Regions from separate parts of the Anas platyrhynchos genome. Here region 1 is linked to region 2. A link is a contact called in public Hi-C data. All regions are on one chromosome and are shown on one strand. The core of a region is the stretch at or near the end of the contact, and the rest is flanking DNA. Distances in the headings are between cores, read along the strand shown.

Region 1 (6,807 bases), core at 4,212-6,711, 110 kb before region 2:
AAGGAAGCCTTGCACTAACTTTCAGTGCTGGTTCATTTCTACCTGTTAAAGAGAAGAGATCACTGGTGCACTCAGAGCTCCCATACCACGTTTGGGTACATGCAATAGAATTAAAGGACAAACACAGCTCCTAGATTCATCCCAGACTGTGCCCCAGTTTAAGAAGGCATCTGTTCACCATCTATTCACATTGTTCCGCAATTTAGGAACCTCCAGTCCGTAGATCTGAAGTCATGTCACTGCATAAACCTGGCCAAACTCTATCTGAATTTAGCAGCAGGCTCCCTCAAAAAGCATCACTCCTCTGCAACTTTAAAAAGCCTACCTCTGGCTGTAAGAGGCTAAAATCAATTAAGTCCTCTGAGACCCTCTGATGGCTGATTTTAGAGCAGTATTGAAGTTTTTGTACTGCAACAGAAGTTCGCAAGGGCTCTGAGGCACAGCACAGGCTTTGTTGGAAGGTGAATCCACACAAGGGGTCAGCAGCTGACAGCACTCTGCATGGAAGCTTGCGGACAAGGGCCAAGGAGGCTTACACAGAGCAAGAGGCCTGTGGAAGGAGATGGTTTGCAGCGCTGCACCCCAGCCTCCTGCTGGCTTCACTCCTGCTTCTCCATATGCCTCAAGCTAACAGCTGTAACACTGACAATCCCAATGCTCCCCAAGGACACAGCACTGATGGGGTGACCACCACTTAAAGTCTGCAAGGGAAATACTTACACAGCTGAGCCCTCTGCTCTTGGTAACAAGAAGGAAGGCTGAGTAGGGTCTGCCCAGGGCCTCAGATAAGGGAAAAAAGGGACAGTGAAATGAGTCCTCTCCTCTTCCTCATGTTCCTGAGCATCACGAGCTAGCAACACAGCCACATGAGGCCTGCCAGACCTCCTCTGCATTCAGTGAGATCTGCAAGGCACGCTGAGGTTTATCAATGATAACACCAGTCCAACAGAGACAGAACTGATCAGGAAATGGAGAAGCGAGATCTGAATCCTGCTTTGCCCTGCTGTTGCATCTGTTGTGACCATGTCTTCTCCTGCAGCTGTTACTGACCTGCGTGGAGGTTCTCACACTACAAGCTCTATGCCAAAGCCAACTTTTTGGAAGGGAACAGGCAGGTATTTTGCCATGACTGCTTGGAGCAGAGGACTGAATTAAAAATGGTTTCTTTTTGGTGATGGAGGGGATTTGCACAATCTATTCTCCTTATCTGCACAGAAACTATTCATGGTATCAATTAAACTCCCTCTCACCAGTGGCTATCAGCTAATGCCCAGAGGCACGATATTACATTACTACAGAAAGCATAAAATAACCCTGTTCTCAAGCTTGCCAATAGCTTTGAACTCATCAAAGCTCCAGACTCACATGCTGAGCAACAGCAACAACAAAGTGCATGAGCATGAGCACACCAATTATTCCTGCTGGGTCTCCTGCTTGTCTCTGGCCCCAGTAAGACAAGCAGGAGAGGTATCAGTCCCTCCACACCCCTCAGTCACAGAGAAGGGAAGCACAGGGACTACTGCTCTTGCTTTGAAGTCACAAAAAAATTTTAGTTCAGTTTCCTTAAAACTAAAGAGCAAGAGTAAAAGAGACAGTGAGTGGAGCACAACTTTGATGAATCAAATCCAGCGCAGACTTTCAGTGAAGAGAGCACCCTTATCTCCACTCAAAGAGGTTGACTGAGGATTTTAGGGAGAAAAGATGACTTTCTATCGGGTGGCTTAACCCTCTTACAGGGCAGACCCAATGAGCTGGGATGCCAGGTGCAAAAGACGACTCCCATTTAAGACAAAGACAAAATTCATCTTATTCCAGCTGCTTGTTAGCAGCCTGCCTTATCCAACAGAGCCAGATCCAGGCAGACTGTAATTAACAACAGCCCGTCTTCAAAAGGAACAATGCTGGCGTATGAGGAACAGGGCAGGTGCTATTTCCATTCACAACAGCTCTGCTGACAGTAGCAAATCTGGCAATCCGAGTGGAGGAGAGCTGCTCTTAAACTGTTCTTCTGTCTTCCACAGCCAAGAGTCAATGCTGGGGCTCAGGAAGCAGCAGCAATTAGGAAGAGGGAAGACACTAGCTCTGACCCTAATTATTAACCATCTTTCCGATGTGACGAAGGAGATTAGTGCCATTCTGGTTAAACTCCTCCCAAGTTAGTCCACTGAATGTTAAATCCAGCTGACTAAGGAACGCTTAAAGGAAGTATGGATATTGATCTAGCTCTAAAGTTACTGCAAAAGCATCAGGGTTATGCTCTGTGACACTCTGGAACCTCCGCCTGAGCTCTTCACAACAGGTTCACCACTTTTGAAAACCTCCCTAAAGACCATGCTTGCATCCACCCCTGACAAATAATGGTTATTCAGGTGTTTAACTAATATCAGGACCCTCGTGGCCAACAGAAGTAGCTAACTTTGTTGTGCCTCCGCTTGCAGGTAAATGGGCACACAGTACATTAATGCTAGCTTCTCTTCGTGTCGGGGGAAAAGGGATGCAGGCTAGGAAGATGCAGCATAAGCAAGTCATGGGTACATTGCTAAAATACAGAACTCCTACTGACTTGTTAAACACCCCAAGGATGTAACTTTGGCACAAGCATCTTAAAAGTTTGATCTCATTTCAGATCTTCACACAACTTCTTAGAAATCCAAACAGGAGGCAGAATTTCTTAAACTTGTCTATGTCTTGAGCCATTCCCTAATCTTTTTGCAAGCTCTCGCAAATTTTGAGCCATTGTTTGAGAAACACTTAGTAACTTACACAAAGGAAAGCAAAGGAAAAACAAGTCCCACAGCCCTGGAATTATCAGAACAAGATACTGTACACACTGGGGGACTAATTAAGCTGCAATCAAGATGTAGGGCATATTAAAACAAAACATTGTAAGACTAGCTGTTCCCCATTTCCTCCATTTTGATATGATCACTGTAAACTGCTACCTGCTTCTCTCCTCTCCTTTTCACATCCTACTGCTTTCTATCCCCGTACTTTTCACACTCCTCTTTTGACCTTATCAGTGTTTCTCCTCCTCAGACTGTGTATGAGGCTAAGGACTGATTTTCCCTCCAGTTCAGTAGCTTAATATTTACTCTTAATTAAAATTCCCCGCGTCCTATACCTGATAGGTACTTCAACGTCATGACAAAGAACAAGACCTTGGTTCAAACAGAAGCAGGCTCATGACCTTAGACTTCATTTAGATGAAAGTTCAAGGCAATTCATTCATAACCTTGTCTTGTTACAGGGACTAGTGACTGTGTACGTGCACATATTTCACCCAAGTCTCTGTCCGTCTGCATCCCAACCTTGTCCACTCTTTGAATTAGTTTAAATGAAGCAGCTACTGCAAGCACAATTATTTGGACACCATCTCAGCTCCGCTGCTTATCTTCACACTCATGTGGTTGGGGTGTTTCAGCATCTGAGCAACCCACAGACTTAACTCACTATCTTTTTTATCTGTTTTCCTGAGGTTAGAAAAGAATTGACCTCCTCATTACACAGACAGAACATGAAACAATTCACCCAAGCTCACACAGACAGCAGGCACCTGAGCCCAGGCAAAACCCAGCTCTCCTTCTAGCCTGCCTCTTTTCCCTTACATGGCCCCAAAAATACCTGCACAGCATTTATTTACCCCAAGACAAAATAAAAGCTGTATGGGCTCCCTGTCAGCATAAACAATCAGGTATGATAGACACATGACAACTTACATGACTGTGCAGAAGGCCAGCTTTTTCCTCAGAGAAGATACACGCAAGTGGCAGCCCTGCTTCACCGCGGTGCTGCAGGACACCTTGTCAGGGCACGGGTTCTGGACCATGGCCGTACTTCTCACTGCACCAGCCAACAGCAGCGCTCACACCTCAAGGAACACAACTGCTGGGGAGAACCGAGTGCATCTGCCAGCAGAACAAAACTGAGTCTTCTCCGAAAGAGCCTGAGGGTTGGAGCACGATCCTTGGAAGTCCATCACCGAGCAGTTAACTCCACTAGCAGCATTCCCTGGTACCATCTTTTACAGGAAAAGCACGCAGTTAAGATCTTGGCTCTGCCTAGTCTCGGTGTCGGCCATCCTCAGCTATGTATTCCTCTCCATATATATATATTTTAAATCTCAGAGTCAACATAAAAACTCAGCATCCCTTTATTTGGGCTGGAGTAGCTTTCAGCACTTTTCCAGACGTACTGAAGTGGGTGCAGATCTTTGCTCACTCTGCTCTGCTCCTTCCAGTGCAGCACAGACTCCTGCCTGCAACACCAGGGGCAGCATGCCAAGAGAAGGTGCACCCTTTGGTATACACCACATGATTTCTTGCTGTCTCCTCTTCTGCTCAGCTTTTACCACAACTCACAGGACTGCTGAAACCCTTGTTATTTTTACTTACAGCTTCTGTATGGTAAGTCAATGAAACAAGCAGAGGGAACTGCCTGCAGGTCTTTACCATTTCGACTGTGAGAAGAACTCGAAACCTGTGGTCTGAGGACCCATTGTTACTGGTCAAAATACCACCACATAAGGACAGTGAGAAAGTACCTCCTCGTTCATTTGTAAAAGCCTGGCAGCTTCAAGATGCTTCAGAAACCACCTTCAACTTTGCTAGTAGGAACAGCAAGCACTCAAAGATTTCATTAGCCTACTTCACATCTTACAGGAAACTTGAAATGCATTTCACTACCAAAAGACATTTTTGTCAAGTTTCATGGACAAGAGTCACTGCTATCCAAAGCAGCTGTACTAGCAGAGCTCGATGAAATTACTTTGGCAAAGGAAAAAGAGATAAAGACAATTTACTTGCCTTCATATGGGTCATTTTAGGATCAGTATTTTTCCATGAAACCAAACCAACTTGAAATTTATTGCGGGCAGCAAGAATGTTGCAGGTCCCCTGATAACAGAGAGGTCAGCGTGCTCTCCACCACCCCGGCCCTGCATAAATAGGTCTGAGCTCCAACAGTGCTCCAGCTGAAGCATCTCTTCCAGACACTAAGATGCTCTCAGCACCAGTCTAAAGGCTCTCAAAAAGTCTACATGTGAAACCTGCAGCACTTCCAAATTATTCCCATCTTCCTATGTCCAGAAAACCCTCATCAGAGTATTAATGAAGCCTAACCTTATTTAACCTACAGAGTCCAAAATGAAATGCTATACCAGCATGCATTACACAGAGGAAGCCCAGGTATAATCTAAGTGTCCATCTGCTTTGCTGTCAGGTTCTTTATTTACTAGTTGCAAACATCACTCCCCACTAGTCAATTATGCCAGGCTCCACAGCACCAGAGAGACCGATAATTGGAGTGAAACATATGGAAGAAAAGGTTAGCTGCAACTACCAAGTGCTAATTCAGAGCCAAACTCTGTTGGGATATTAATTAGCTCTTCAGGGTCAGGATGTTCTCTCCAGTGAGTCAATTCCTCAGATGCCTCCTCAGCTGCTATTCAGTTCTTACTCAATCCATTGGCCTCTGATATCACAGTGGGGAATTGGTAAGAGTTCGGTAAGAGTTTACCCTCCTGGAGCCAGTCGGAAAAACCTTCGACCTCAGAGACAGCTTGCGTGGAATAACTGAGTAACAGAGCTGAAACAAAGCTCTTCTCTGACTATGCCACAATAAGAGCACACAGAGCAGAAGCCATATTCAGATGCTTCTCATAATCCCCTATGCAGCAGCTATGATCCACGATCACAACATTAAGGAAAATGCAACAACTCCCCTGTGCAACGCAGTAACAAAATCACACGACTTTCAGAAACCAAAGACCAGACCAAACACTGGGGCCCAAAGGTGTTATTAGGGAAACAGGCCTGCAGGAGCTGGCCCAGGACAGAAAGGTGACAGCAGTTCAGGGCTCATAATTCATGCACAGCAGAAGAAAAAGTGGTTTCAGACTCACAAGATGAATTACAAGATAGAGCGAAAGTCTTAATAATCATATAGTCCTTGGCAAAGCAACAATAAATCACACACAAAAATAAGCATTTGTTTTTCAACAGCTTTTGTGCCAACACTGCACTTTAAAGTAGTCATTAATCAACCCTAAGTACAAGAAACTTAAGTTGCTTCTCAAACTTCACAGTAGTTTTTTACTGAGCTGCTAGAAAGGAGCTGTAGACACCTGGGGACTGTCCCCACACATCACATCTAAAATACAATAGCCAGTCTCAATATTGTACTTGGTAGGGACAAGAATTACATACAAAATTTCACTTGTACACTCAAGGATCAGAGCTGCTAATGATCAATACAGAGGGGATTTGATGAAGCTTTCTATACCAGATAAAGTTTCAGGGAATTAGTCTGAGAATGAGCCTGAGGATAAAATTTAGGCTACGTCATGGGCTGGATGTGTTTGTCCCAAGTTCTACTTTTAAGTACATGGAAAAATATGCCTTTTTTAGGCATTGATAAGACCGGTTAAGTCATGCTTTTTTAAGTATGTGACATTTCTGGTTAAATAACTGAGAAACAGAGGGAAAATGAGGTCTCAGTCAGCCCAGACCATCTGATTTTACTGAGTGTTTCCAGGAATTTCCCCTAGTTGAGCATGAACAGACGTACCTGTCGTCACGCATATGAGGGCTCAGGAATCGAGACGAGTCATCATCGTGGCTGCTTTGCTGGCTGCTCTGCTGACTGCTGCAATAGAAAACAGAAGCAATTAAGACAGATTTTGATAAGTCCCTGTGAAACGTTTTGATTTTAAAGCCAGAACAAGAAAAAACACAAGCTTCATTCTTCATATATTTAGAGATACAAAGAAAAATATAAGGAAGTAAGCTCATATCTGACATACAACAGGAG
Region 2 (7,019 bases), core at 1,571-4,070:
TAAAGGGGAGATGCAAGATGATGTTCAGGTCTGTCCTATCGCTACTGATCAGTAATAACTTGAAGAAAAAATGATTCATTTCTCAGCAGAGAAGAAGTAGAACTAGTGTCTGTAGTGTCATTGATACTTGGCTGATCTGAGTTTCAAAATCACTCAACCATCTCTTAAATTTTACTTCAGATGTAGTTTTTTGGCCACAAAGAATTCTGTAGTCAGCCTCCTATTGAAGCATGTAAAATACTAAATTTGTTTGTTACCAAATGCTCAGATCTTGTTCATTAGCACTCGCGAGAGCACTAGATGGAGCGAGGGCAGACTTTTGCTTTTCCATGAAGAAGCTCAGTAAATAAATTCTTACAAGACTGCAGTAAGATCTAACAGATGTGAAGTCTTAAATTCCTGGCATGAAGGAGTGGTTCGAAGTTGCACCATGTCAGGCTGAGCTGTTTTTTAACTCTCAAACATTACTCTTGTGTATATATTGTTTAGACAGATACTCTCTTTAAATACTCGCTTGAGTGGATTGCATGTATTAAGCCTGTCAATAAGCGAGTCAAATGTATGGGGTTATTCAGCTAGAGAAACGTTACCTGTCTGAATAATACAGTGGACACTTACTCTTTGGAGTGTGGACTAATTTAAACTGTTTAAGTAGAAATTTTTTATTCATTTTAGTCAAAATGGTCTAAATGAAGTATACTTCTACAAGCAGTTCAGCCTGCAGGTCTAGCTGAGCGTGGGATTGTTGGACACACCAAGGTGGTTTTCTAACAGCAACCCTGGATTTTGAGAAGAATGTGTTATTCAGAGCACTGCAAGACCAAACCTTCCCCATCATCAGGCAGTGGGATTGCACTGAGGTGTGAAAATAATTCATTTGAGAGCATCCCCAAGAGGACTTGACAGGCTACCAAAATTATTAATTTCTTCACCTGCTTCTCTACTGCAAAGAATGCCTCCAAATGCACGTTTTTAACCTTGTGCACAGTACCCCATAGAATTAAGATCCAGATGCAAACAGCACTGTTAAAACTGAGATGGGCAATATTGACCATAAATAAATTGAAATAAATATTTCCATAATAAATTTCCATAACAAATGGAAAATGTAAGTGGCAGAATAAAAATCAAGTGTATAAATAAATGCTTGGAGCATGAGTGGTAGATATGGTGTTGTGAGGTCTCCTGCTTTGCTACTTGTCAGATTATTTTTGAAATTTCTTACAATTTGCTAGCTTATTGTACTGGAGGAATATAAAAATGTAAGCTACGTCATGGATTTATTTGGAAAGGTGCTTGTGTTTTGACCTTCAAGGCTGAAGTTTCCAAAATGGGGTTAGGCTAGGTGACTGGCCTAGGACAATCCACGTTAAACATCTTTTATTAAGGTTTGCATTTAGTAAAGCACTTCTATAAAACTTTGCTTAATTTAAACAAGTATTTACACGTCACTTCACTAACTTGAATTGGTGACCCTAACTTTTCCAAATGAGCCCTGAAGCTTCAGGAATCCACTTCATCTCCTCCTAGCCCAGGATGCCTCAAGTCACAGGGAAATTACAGGTTGTGTTTCTACTTCTCGGACATTACTGCCTGGAATAGGCTGCTGAAAATGTAATTTTCCGTAAGAAACAAAATAAACTTTCAAAAAAATCTTTAAAGTTTAGCTGAAAAGTTTAGCTTCACAAGGGAAGCCCCTGGGGCCCCGTTTTTGACATTGATATCCCAAATGATCTTGGTTTGGTTATGGTTTGGGCCAGGTTTGCGAGGTGTCACTATGGATTTCTTGTATTACAATTCTTTGGATTTTTGTAAGCTATTCCTTCTAACTGTAGCAGACAAGTATACAATACAGCTTTTTACTTTTTAGAAGTATTGAATATATTTAGCATGACTCCCTAATTCAAGTTGCTTTCTGAAGCTAATGAAAGATTTAAATCTGGAAGCTCTTTAGCTTTTAGCACGTGAATTTGCCTAAAAATGTCAGCATAACATTTTCAATCTGCTCTCTGCATTTATTCTTGTGCATTTATAGATGTGTGTATTTAATGTTCTCAGTATGTGTATTAGTGTCGATATATACGTGTTCTTGGTATTGCATGGCCATGAAAATAAAACTGAGCTTTATAATAATATATGTGAAAGCATGTGTGATCTTGATTGGGATTCATGAAAACACTTCTTTGGGAAAACTGAGGTCTGACAACTCCCAGTTGTGATGAGTATTTTGTTGTGATTGCACTGGGGATGGTTCCTTCTCTCTAAGTCCACTCCAAAAGGCAGGCTTTTCGGGAAATTGAAACCTTCACGTAGTATCTGCAGTGCACTTAAAATTCTGTCACTTAAGTGTTTATATGAGTTCTGGGAAGTACTTGGACTACTGTCCTCATTTTTATTTTGTTGACTCTGAGAATGCAAGGCAGAAGGGCCTGGTATTGATGGCTAAACTCTGCCTGTGTGCCCTGGCTGGCTGGATCTGTCCGTATCCTGAAATCTGGTGCTGTACTGTCTGTATTGTTCTCTTAGGTGCGTTTGCTTGTTATTGTTTAAAATACTTGCTGCTCTGTATTCCTTGGATTTGAAGCATTAACGAGGGATAAATGACAAATCTTTCTCTCTTCTCTACTGGGTGCCAGAGCTATTGTCTTCTTGAACAATTGTGCAAGTGTTAAGGCATTACAAAGGTCTCCTCCCCCAAAGAGAGAATGCTGCAGTGTGTCAGCAAGCCTGGCACCGCACCCAAGGCTTTTTTCAGGCCCGTGAGCCACTGCTTTGCAATGGGTTTAGGGCTCCTGCTCCACAGAAACAAACCGACCTCCCTTGGAGTCGTGGGACGCAGGCTGAGTAAATTGCTGAATGACTTGTGGCAAAGAGCCCCACACAGGATGTGGAAGGGGAAGAGGTTTTTTGGGTAAGAACTGTGGAGCCTGCATACATATTTCATTACTGAGCGAGACCCGGGGGTCTGACATTTGAGAAAATCTTGTCTTAATCTACTGCCATCTGCTGCAGCCAGCACAAAAGGCCTCACCCAGAATGTGCTCTGCCTTTCTGGAGCTGGGTAAGGGGCAAGGTCTGGAGCCCTCTGCACCCACCCAGCACAGCAAAAGGCTTGCCCAGAGCAAGCTGCTTGCTCAAACCCACTGATGTGTGCTTTGGCCAGCATGCAGGGCTGTTTGCTGCTATGAAGGGTTGCCCATAAGGAATTCCTCATTTAAACAATTTAGGCTGGAAAATAACCAAATGCTATCTGCAAACTCCCATTTCTTTGAGCTGTTCTTGCTGGGTCTCATCTGCAGATAAATGAGAGAACCTCAGATAGCATTTATTCTGTGAATAATAACTCAAAGTAACTAGATTGCTGCTCAGACATGGTCTCTAGTTCCTTTCCATTTCAAAGACAAATTCCAGCTCATGTCTAAAGGCAAATTTTTGTTTCTGTGTGATTGTCTCACTTATTGCCACAGTGAGACAAAAAAGCATGAGGAAAGCATGTGAGCTGTTTGCTTCAAGCTCTCTTCAGATTTTAAACAGGTAATTTTGATAACCAGCATCCTCTGAGTACTTCTAGGAAGCTGTATTTTGAGCTTCCTTTTGTCTTTGTGCAGGTATAGGTGACTGGAAAGAGAAAGTGAAGGTTTTGTCTAGAGCACCTGCAGGCTTCCTTTAGAATTTGTAGACTTAAAGAACCAATAAGGACCAAAGGGATTTTTTTTGAATAAGAAAGACAGCTATGTCATGGAAAAGGGAGCACAAAACCTGTGTGATGCTCTGGTATTCAGTTCATATGAATACAGCCTGCAGTTGCATGGTGAATCAGCTTCCAAGTACCTGATGGTGAATGTACCATTGAAAAGGCCTTAGGTGCTTTAGGAATTTGCAGATGCTTTCTTGCTAGATGGCTCCCTGATCTTACTCCTCTATAGAAGATGAGTTTACAGGTGAAGGACTCTTGAAATTCAGAGCCTGCTTGCTGGGGGCAACAAGAATAGACCAAGGTGCCCTCCTAAAAAGTCTATCCAAGGCAGTGATGAAGGAAAGTGATACAAATATACTCCATCAAAAAGCAATTTTTAATCCCAATCAGAGTTTCTAACGTAAAACTGCGTCTTAAAATCTAGAATACCCCGTGATATGTATACAAAATCTCAGTGCTCTGCTGGCATTGCACTCTGAAGCTGCTGCAAATGTGATGTGAATGCTCGCTACTGTTGCGCTTTAATTAAACTTATTGATCAGCCATCTAGTGAGTATCAGCGTGTTAATGAAGGCAGCCCGCAGCAATGTGGCTGCAGGAGAGAGCAGGCATTTGTCTTAGGCAGAAGGTATAATTGTATTTGGCAGATGGAGCTTTGGGACTAGTGAATCCAGTGATAAAGTGGATTAATTTTCCCTTTAAAGAAAGCAGCTAATGTGACTGAAAAGGAGCTTTCATGCTCATCAATTCATGCAGAGATCTGTGCAGAGCGGAGTGTTTGATCCTTTGCAAGACTCTACCTGTCTGATATTTCAAAGTGTTTTTGGTTTTTGTACATGTGTGCGTGTAGCAGATACCTTCTATACAAGTGCTCGACAAGCATTGACTGAATATTGGGAGCTGAGGGATGGTCATGGTCTGAAAACAGGAGTGGGAACAGGGTGGGTAATTCTGTTCAGAATAAACAGAGTAACAGAGAAAGCTAAGACAATGTCACTTGATGTCACTTTTCCTTTTTTTTTTTAAGGTTAAAGTCTCCCAGTGTTTTAATGCAAATGCAGGAATAAATTTAGCCTACGTAACTACAGCTTCTCAAGCTCCTGCCAGTAATCTTGCTATGTAATCATGGGGTTGTGTGTTCAATACACGTGTGACGTATCTTCCTCCTGCTGCCAGCTCTCACTGTTTTAATCTGTTTCATGGTAATTGGTCTAAAAATTGAGAGATTTCAGCTTGCTTCTTTTCACAGGGGAAAAAAAATAAAATAAAAATGTTTGGGGGCTTTCTTCTTGCACAGCAAAACTTAAGAACAACCCAGCTGCACTCTGAAGATTCAACACAGAAGGCAAATGGCATTCATGCCACAAAGCCACGTGAAAGCTCGCTTGCAAACATTTTCATTTGGTTTTGTAGCAAATCTGAGAGTCTAATCTGAAAATCTAAGCACACAGGTTTTCCTTTCCATACCTCTGATCTTTTTTTGGGCTGGTTTTAATCGAAACTGAGCTTACCAGAGCCCGTGTATTGTCTGGGCTCTGGTATCTATAGATCTGGAGATCTATAAAGCAAAGAATCAGCCCTCTGATTCAGTTTAGTTCTAGCAGGGCTGCAATACGGAAGGAAACCGGGACAGAAACTGCGAATTTCGCTATGATTTAAGCGGTGCTGGTTGAAAATTACACTTTTATGGGATGCGCCATCTGCTGGCTTTGGCTTCAGGGCGTTAGCTTGTGTTTGGGGTTTTTCCTTGTGAACGTTGAAAGGACGCAGCTTCCATCTAGTGGTTCGTCTTGGCAACTTCTTTTTTCCTGACAAACCGTTTTTGATGACTTCTGGTGCTTGGTTGGGTTGTTTGATGTTGCTGTTCAAAGAGACTTCGCTATTCTACTCGCACCATGCTTTTGTAAGGTTGCCAGGCTGTTTTCTTGTTTCCAGAGCTGAATTGCATGCAGAAACATTCAGTTTTAGGAAAGAGACTCTAAGCATCATCAGGCTGATGTAGGAATAAATCTATGGACTCCAAAGGTCTTTCAGGCTAAAACGTCACTTACAAAACAAGGGAATAAAAGGAGAGGGCAAAACCAAGGAGGCAATCTGCAATTTTGAGTGCACGGAGGATGTAGGTGGATATATTAGCAAAAGTTTCTGTGACTTGAGCGTTTGCAGCTCTGGAGTGCAAAGCCATCTGTTCTTCATGCTTAAATATTGGTGTGAAACTAACTCCCTATGTATGGATAGATGTCCCCTTTAATCAGCTGCAATCTATCCAGGAAGCCAAGCTGTTGGGCTTGCTTTGATGCTATGAAGCAAATGATGAAGAACCCTTATTTTTGGCCTCTGACCACCAGCATCTCTTTCAGCTTCCTGTTCTGTTTGGCTGGCTGAGGCTCAGACTGAATTTAAGAGAGTGGCTGAAGAAAACGTGACTTTGCCCTGTCACCACCGCCTGGGCCTCCTGGAGCAAGGGAGCCTGGATATTGAGTGGCTGCTGCACATTTCTGAAACGGTGCAAAAAGCGGTAGGTGCATCCATGATCAGCACCTGGTGGGAAAACTGCCTTGTTTCCATGTTGACATCAGCAGCAGACATTCATTTAAAGAGACTTGTGATTTTCTTTGCTATTTATACTGAGGAAGTAAGCAGCACTTAAAAAAAAAAAAAAAAAAAAAAAAAAAAAAAAAAAGAAGAGAGAGAGAGAAAAAAACTATTTAAAGAGATTTAAAATGTATAAAAGTTATTTGATATTCATTGTATTCATTGATCATATATTGGAGTGGGTATTGATTTTCTATCTGGGCTTTCTTTAAATCAACACTGTTATTTAATCAGTCATTTCTGGATAAGCCTCAAAATTACCCTTCAGGTTTTTGGAATTGGCTTTTGATTTTATAGGTACAGGTATTAAAACCTTAGTTTCAGGAAAAAAAAAAAAAGTAGTTTAGTATTTAAAAAAAATCAAGTCTGTGTTAACTTAAATTAGCTAGCTGAATCTAGCTAAGATTAGAGAATACATTTACATATTGTGGCATAAGCTTGTGTCTATTTTGATGCTAGTATAAATGCTCAAATATGAACCTTCAGTGTAAATACAGTTTGTCTCAGTCTCAGACTTGAAATCCAGGTTTAATTTTCTGTCTTGCCATAGGTTTCCCGTGTGACCCTAGGTAAGTCCCTTAGCCATGCAGAACCTTAGTCTGCGGTTTCTGGAAACGCTTTGTTTTGTTGTTCCATATGAAAGTAAAATTCCAAGTGGCTGATCAGTGACTGTCTCTGCCCCACAGGTGATCACTTACTCTGGAGGCCGCGTTTATGATGACCTCAA

The links. Hi-C and Micro-C count contacts between places; a contact is called where the count stands out from the background.
Region 1: a contact with region 2 is called in a Hi-C map of F5 follicle, with 2.9 times the contacts expected there. The contact joins two enhancer-like sites. A contact is called at or near these places in 5 of 8 Hi-C or Micro-C datasets (F5 follicle, liver, skeletal muscle and 1 more).

What each region holds. Positions count from the first base shown.
Region 1 is chr25:7,731,260-7,738,066 of IASCAAS_PekinDuck_T2T, reverse strand. It overlaps GRAMD1B (GRAM domain containing 1B), which reads right to left. Exons shown (of 24, transcript XM_072027759.1): 5 at 6,565-6,642. Among named protein-coding and RNA genes, the nearest start is that of GRAMD1B, 75 kb to the right of the region's middle. Within about 2 kb of position 5,461, at least 3 of the 8 cell types and tissues checked have an H3K27ac peak or open chromatin away from gene starts, as enhancers often do.
Region 2 is chr25:7,617,597-7,624,615 of IASCAAS_PekinDuck_T2T, reverse strand. CLMP (CXADR like membrane protein) reads left to right here. Exons shown (of 8, transcript XM_021277005.4): 3 at 6,058-6,215; 4 at 6,979-7,019. Among named protein-coding and RNA genes, the nearest start is that of HSPA8, 16 kb to the right of the region's middle. Within about 2 kb of position 2,820, at least 4 of the 8 cell types and tissues checked have an H3K27ac peak or open chromatin away from gene starts, as enhancers often do.